2 separate regions of the Arabidopsis thaliana genome follow, and region 2 is linked to region 1. Evidence: chromatin contacts called from public capture Hi-C data. All regions are on one chromosome and are shown on one strand. The core of a region is the stretch at or near the end of the contact, and the rest is flanking DNA. Distances in the headings are between cores, read along the strand shown.

Region 1 (3,725 bases), core at 338-2,837:
TTTGAATATGCAAACATTTTTTTGACAAAGACTCACCAGTTGAGACATGGAGAAGCAATTGAACTTTAACACATTTTTTGGCAAAGTTAAGGACGTTGAGAGCTCCAAATGTATTGATCCCAAGCCCAACATCATATCTTTTTTTTTTTCATATGGATAGATAAATTTTATATGTAAGTAGAGATAGAAATAAAAAAATATACCTATAAAGGTGGTATATAAAATTTCTTGTAGCTAGTACCTTTCGTCAAAGTTTGTTGTGGCTGCAACATTGACAACAATATCTATTTCTTTTTGCATACGTTCTCTAAGATGAGAGTCATTTATGCCTAATTGATCAGTCGCTATATCACCCGGGACCGAAACAACTTTTTCGTACAACAATGTATTTAATTTCTCATCGCCAAGATTCTGTCTCAATACCTTAAAAAGTTCTTTCTCAAATACCTGTTATATTTAATGCAATAAATCAGATCATGAATCAACATCAAATATATATTCTTTTAAGTATTAGGTGGTAAATTAGGTTTAGTTGGTATATACACAAACCTCTGTGCGTAAGCGTTTAGTGGCAGCTTCATTGTCAGATGCTCTCACCAAAAGGTACAGCTTCTTCACATTTGGTTGCACTCTCAGAATTTTCTCCACAAAAACTAAGAAATATCAATGAAAATATAAATAGGTCCTCTTATAATATATATTATGGATCACACGAGCTAAAACAGTCATTACTTATAAGTTATAAACTACATCTTAATTATTAATATCGTGTATTTTATACGTATATTCTTCTTCTTTTTTCTTCTTTTTTTGTATGAAAAAATCAATAATATATAAGTATCTTCATTGAACATTTGTTGTTATATAAAAAAAGGAGATATCAAAAGCAATCACGATTTTTGACGAAATCTTATGTTATATGTCACTATTAATTTGAAACTGTGTTGCCAAAGCACTAACGAAGTCATTAACACTCTATAACAAATCTTGAATAATTAACAAAAATTAGCAGAAATTTAAGACATACCCTTCGCAAGGAAACCGGTAGCTCCGGTGACAAGAATCGTCTTGTTTCGAAGAAATTGAACACAATTGAGTTCCATTGTCTGGACTTTGGTCTAATTCGGAAGAAGTTATTAATGAGGCAAATATACCCATTGTAGTATAAGAGTATTTATAGCAGCTAAGGACGTTGCAAGAAAGTCTATTGTACCCTCCTCCAATAAGCCTAACAAAATAAACAAAACCAATATCTGTCCAATGTCCTCTGACCTTATATGATCAGAATTTAATATATTAAGAAGAAAATTTGCCATAATTTAGCGAGAAGTCTTTTATTTATATTAGTTACTAGTTTCAAACAATTTAAAGTGCAAAAAACAACTTTGATCCTGGTTACATCAATCAAGTCGAAGACCCTTTTATCGGAGCTCCATGGTGTTTTGGCAGATATTTTTTAGTGCATTGAAAAACTTGGTTTTTTTGCAAAGCTAGTTTTGGCTTTGTTTGTATCAAACTCTTTGTAAGGTTTAATTTAAAGTATGGTTATAAAAACTGAATAAAATCTGAAAGAAGAAAACACTGAGAATGTTTATCAGTTAATTAAATGTTCATAACGAGATTATTTTTATTTTCTAGATTTAAATCCGTACATTTTTAATCCGTACAATATATATATAACAAAAATAAAATCATACATCATAAATTTATAGATATGCCAGCTTGAGCTAACTAAGAAGGGGCTTGTAAAAGAAAAGTTCTTGATAGCCGGCTGACGACAGATTTTGACTCGGTACAGTTTTGTTTTCTACTTGCAAGATTTTGGGCAATTTGTTTGAAAACAACACAATCTATTTGTTCGGCTCCAAGTCTTTTATATGTATAGACGAATCACCGACTATGCGTAATATTTAATGTATTAAACTTGCCTTACACTATTTTCATCAAAAGAAAAAAAAACAGTTTACGAATTTATGCTTGATCAATTAAATGTTTTACGAGTATTTGTACATTTTGTTTTGGTTTAACGTGAAACTGTGAAAGTAATTTATTCTATAATAAGAAGAACTATATATGTATAAGGTCCGAATGGTTGTAATATGATGGACGGTACATAAGGAAAAATTGGATCAGAATGAAAAAGCTGAACAAGTGTGGTTAATTAATATAAAAGGAAAGAACAAAATTTGAATGGTGAGTTTAGTAAATGGGTATCATCAGCATAGTACTACCAAATTTTGACTATCTTTTTAATTAATACCGGTGGTTAGAATTAGTGATTATTCTTTTGAATAAAATTTTATTATTAATACAATTAATCTGTATGAAAATTTTCAATTTTTGTAAGTTTTTCTCTCTAAGTCGGTCGATTAAGAAAATTTAGTGTAAGAGTAATATAAGCACTCCTTATTAAATTTAGTAAGTCTGAAACTGTTTTAGGATTTTTTCTTTCGTAAGAGATTATATATTCGTTACCTTATAAATTAAAAGCATATAACTCATGGAAAGAAACTGAGTTTCTTAAGGAACAAATGTTTAAATTTCTTATTCCAAGGATTATCAAATTGTAAAACTAATTTCTGTGTTGGTTTAGAGAATGATACGTTAGCTTTTTTTTTTACAACTACTTTGACATACAGATATGTACATATGAAATATATGGACGAATATAGGCCAACAAATAGTTATTATTCTTAGAAGCGGGGTTATGTGTTTCTATTTATTCATTAAAATATAGAGAAAACTAATAACTTTAATTCCATTTTCCTAATGTTGGTAGATCTATAAATAGTAGATAATATGGGTCAACAATATAGGTCAATATGCAACAACAGTAAAAGAACAAAAAAAAACTCATGCTCCAATACTCAATAGTACATATTGAATTCTGATTGATATAAATTTTGTGCATAATACATGTGTATATTTGACTAAAGGACTTTTATTCCTTTGCATGTGGTATAAGTTTCAAAGGAGCCCATGTGGCTCTCCTACGTAATCAACGGTGGTCAGTTTGATTTTATCAAATTGTTACGACAGTGTTTTGTGACTTATCAAAAAACATTTTACGCGGCTTGTAACATCGTACGGCCATACCAATAAATGCTCCATTTTTATTCAAAATTGATTTCCCTCATTTTGTATCAAAGTGAATACGAATTATAAATTAAGTCCAAATTAAACCTCTCAACCTCTCTCTCTCTCTACTATTATTCACAAGTTATACTCTTCTTTATGCTCTCCTTTTCATTCCCATTATATATTCACCTTGTAAGATCAAAATGGTATCCATGTAAAAGGGGCAAAGAGATATATACAAAAAAGGGTCCAATTATTTTTTGGACATGAGCCATAAAACCTTATGAGCATATGAAGCACGGGTGTTATACCGGATGTTCCAATCGGACCAGTATCAACTCTACTAATGGGATCATAATCACGACCAGTTCCCACTCTAAAGTTGGGATATCACAACAACGACCATTCAGAGCTATAAGTCAAAAAATATAAAAACACAACAAACATATGCAATGCAAATGCAATTTGAAAAGCTCACCGTTATTATTTTTGGCTAGAGTCCAAAGCAGATTGATTAAATGATTGGTTAAAGAAATTCGTGAGATGGTTGTTTTCGCATCAACACTATTGTCAACCTGATCAACTTCAACTGGAATAGGACAACAATTCTTTATATTTCTTTTATTTCCTACCATGCTTGATGATGT
Region 2 (3,725 bases), core at 711-3,210, 380 kb before region 1:
ACGTTTTGCACAGAGGAAAATGTACGTTATCTGCCTTTATTAATTTTAGGAAATGATGATCCATGTTTAATTCCAAGAATAAAAAGCAAAGAGTTATATAAATCATAGAGTATTGGTGTGTCGTAGAAATGCCAATTAAGTCCCAGAAAGAAGTACAAGTTAGGAATATTTGGTTTGGTAGACTAATTCTTTTGAGAAGAACTTATAAGTTCATGAACTAATCTAAAAAGCAAAAAAATTATGAACTAATCTAAAAAAGAAAAAAATTATGAGAATTTTAATTATGTATAAATAGTTAAATACGTAAGAGATCGTTTAATTGAAAGCAATAGTTTTTATTATATTTATAATCACATAACAAGTTGATGACACATAAGTTGATTTTTTGATAGCCGAAATATATTAGCTGTCATATATTACCCGGTCGTACCCCCGATTATCCCCTAGTTTGGTGTTATCATCTATACTTGTAAGAAAGTCCATTTTGTCATAGTTTTGTAAGTAAGATAGAATATAAAATAAAAATAAGATAAGATTTCATGAATATCTTTGGATAAAATGTATTAAACATATTACCTAGTTGTATTCTTATTTTTACTTACTTTGAATTTATTATAATATTTATGGTCAGTAAGTTTAGGAAAGAAATGGAGTACTTAATATCTTTGGTATGTAAATCTTCTATATCAATAAAGTCAAGGAAAATAATTTGTCCACATCCATTTACAAAAACAAAACAATAGAGAGAGAATAAAATATTTGAAAAAATAAATAATTATTACTAGAAAATCAGTAACACTAAATGGTAACAAAATATTATACAGAAATAAACTTGATGTTATCATCTATTTTTGTAAAAAAAACCAATTTTTATTTTATTTTAAGTAAGATATAACATTTAAAAAAGAAGAAGAAGATAAGATGCATGAATACTGTATGAGCTGTTTGTATAACTTCTTGTTCTTACTTTGAAGTTATTATGATCTTTTTGGTCAATGAAGTTTGTGGATAAGTTCCACAAACTTACCATCAGTAAGTAGAGAGAAATCGAGTAGTTTTTTATATGTAAATGTTCTATGCAAACCAAGTAAAAGAAAACTATGTTTTCACATCCATTTACAAAAGAAACAATAGACCAAAAAAATTGATTGAGAAAAATAAAATTTACAATAATCATAGTTTTGTTCATCGAAAGACAAATTCATCCAAAGACTGTTATGAGAAATTTGGATTGTCTTGGTAGCCGTATTCGGTTTCCAGTTAACTGTGCTTTCAATTATTTTAGTCGACAAAAAAAAACTTGACTTCAAAACTAACAGTAAGACCCTCTTCTAAAATGTCGAGAAAGCTATCATTTTAATTTCTATGGCCAACTAGGCATTGTGGAAGAGGCAACCAACAATTTTGCTGTCAATCTTGAAACCGAGTTTTTGTGTCAGTTGAAATATTTGGGAAGCACAACTCACCGGAAGCCGGATGAGACGGTCACGACCTCCAATTTTCACATGGCGGTCTTTCGATGAAGTTGCCTAATTAGGACTACGCTTCTTTTCTTTTCATTTCATTTCTCAATGTGGCTATATATTTAAACTTCAGTTTAGCCTTTAATCTCGACCTACTTTGAACTCCCGGGTTTGCATTACTCGAAAACCGTCGGTGACAAACTAATATTAATCTAACCTAATTCTGGAATTTATGTGAATAGAATACTCAGCTATTCAGTTACGACATAAAAAAAAAATTGAGAATGTTATTTCATGTGAATACAGACAGATGCTTTTATCTTCCATGTGACAGATCCCTTTAAATCTAATTTGTCTTTATTAGGTCAATCTCGCACTTAACGTCAAAAAATAGGTGATTGATACGTCAACAAAATGATCATATTGTTATTTTAATCATTGATTTGCTTATATAAAATCTGGTAATCACAACACATATATAAACCAAAAACACTTTCAGTGATTTAACAATTTCATATATACATTATAAGTTACACGTAAAAAATTAGATTAAATAATAAATCCATAATTTCTTGCATGCTTCATTGCTTTCAACGTGAACAAGATTTTTCACGGCATTGGTGAGTCCATTACGTCTCTTGAACACATATAGATTTGCCTTCTTGAGCTGTCTTTTTTATTTTAAACATTAATATAAAGAATCTCACATTCAAGATCGAGGGAGAGATAGATAAAGAAAGAGATGTGGAGGTTAAAGTTATCGGAAGGAGACGAAGAGAGCGTGAATCAACATGTTGGAAGACAGTTTTGGGAATATGATAACCAATTTGGAACCTCTGAAGAGAGACATCACATTAACCATCTTCGTAGCAACTTTACTCTCAATCGGTTTTCTTCTAAGCATAGTTCTGATCTTCTCTACCGTTTTCAGGTACATTTTTTTTTTCATTTTCCTTATAACGCATATTGGTACAGCAGCAACTATCTTAAATTCAGATTTTAAACTTGATAAAATTTTATTTTATTTTGTGCACCCAAAACTTGATAATTTTATTACTTAGTTTTATAAATCATGGCTAGCATATTTCTAACTGTGAAATTTAGATTACTTTTTTTACAACACATGATCCACAGTTGCATGTAAAAGGTCACTTATTAAAGCTGTAAAGGCTATAGAACATTTCAAAATTTGAGACGATTATATTTTGATATGTCTTAGTTTTTTTTAAGCCAGCTAATTTTGGGAGTGACTAGAATATTGACTTTAAAAGGTTTTGAAGACTTTAAGAAACAAAAAAATTCTTTAAAATGATATTTTATCCCATCATGCATTAGTGATTTTAAAGTCATATAAGTCTGCATAAAAACACTCACATCCTTATTTTGTTCTTTCATGTTTACAACATTTCTGTAAGGCCGAGATTTAACGTTTTTTAGTCAAAGTCATTGTTCTTTACTTCTTATTTGGGTTTCAGAAAATAAGATCCGATCGTGTCATTTATGTAGACATATATGGACAAAACATATGATAAGATAGGATTTGAAAATTGTTTGACAACAAAAAAATGTGAATATCACGTAATTAGTATAATTTTTTCTATTTCAAATAATACTTTGTTCTTTAAAATAGTGGTTGTGATTTTAAACGAATTTAAAGATGTACGATTGGCTATGAATAAAAACAAAATGGGCTATGAGATTAGCTTAATTAATAAGAACAAAAAAAAATGAACGGTGACAAAAATTAGCTTAATCTCCAAGGCTATTAGATTATTAAAGTATAATTAGAGAAAATTAGATTTTAATTAAAAGAAAGTGAAAATCTTTATCCAATACTGGATTGAAATATAAACATGAACTTGAACGTATAGTGTTGGAAAGAGAAAGGAAAAGGAATGGAGAGACTTCCACAAGTGAAAGTAAAAGAGGGGGAAGAAAGATTGATAAATGAAGAAGTGGTGAATGTTACATTAAGAAGAAGTTTGAGATTCTACTCAATACTTCAATCACAAGATGGTTTTTGGCCTGGTGATTATGGTGGCCCTTTGTTTCTCTTGCCTGCTCTGGTAATTCTTTAATTATTCTTTCTCTCTAAATTGAAATTCTTAAACAAAAATGTGTGGTGTCAAAAAATAGATATGATATATGTGAAATTTGTAACAATAACCTCAAAAAAAATGCGATTGTACACTAAACAGTGCAAGGTTTTGAAAAGCTTCAAAGAAAGTTCTTACATAACATACACCGGTAATGATTTTTGTC

The links. Capture Hi-C pulls out chosen DNA fragments and counts their contacts.
Region 2: a capture Hi-C map of root shows a contact between it and region 1, with 4 times the contacts expected there. A contact is called at or near these places in 2 of 26 Hi-C or Micro-C datasets (callus and root) and 1 of 3 other capture datasets (root).

Annotation. Positions count from the first base shown.
Region 1 is chr3:16,135,438-16,139,162 of TAIR10.1, reverse strand. FAR5 (fatty acid reductase 5) reads right to left here and starts at 1,587. Exons shown (of 10, transcript NM_114323.4): 1 at 1,028-1,587; 2 at 550-653; 3 at 242-447; 4 at 37-137. The coding sequence starts at 1,103.
Region 2 is chr3:16,516,003-16,519,727 of TAIR10.1, reverse strand. LAS1 (lanosterol synthase 1) reads left to right here and starts at 1,960. Exons shown (of 18, transcript NM_001339194.1): 1 at 1,960-2,083; 2 at 2,178-2,394; 3 at 3,335-3,529. The coding sequence starts at 2,206. AT3G06975 (a long non-coding RNA gene) reads right to left here and starts at 1,661. Exons shown (of 1, transcript NR_141294.1): 1 at 1,269-1,661.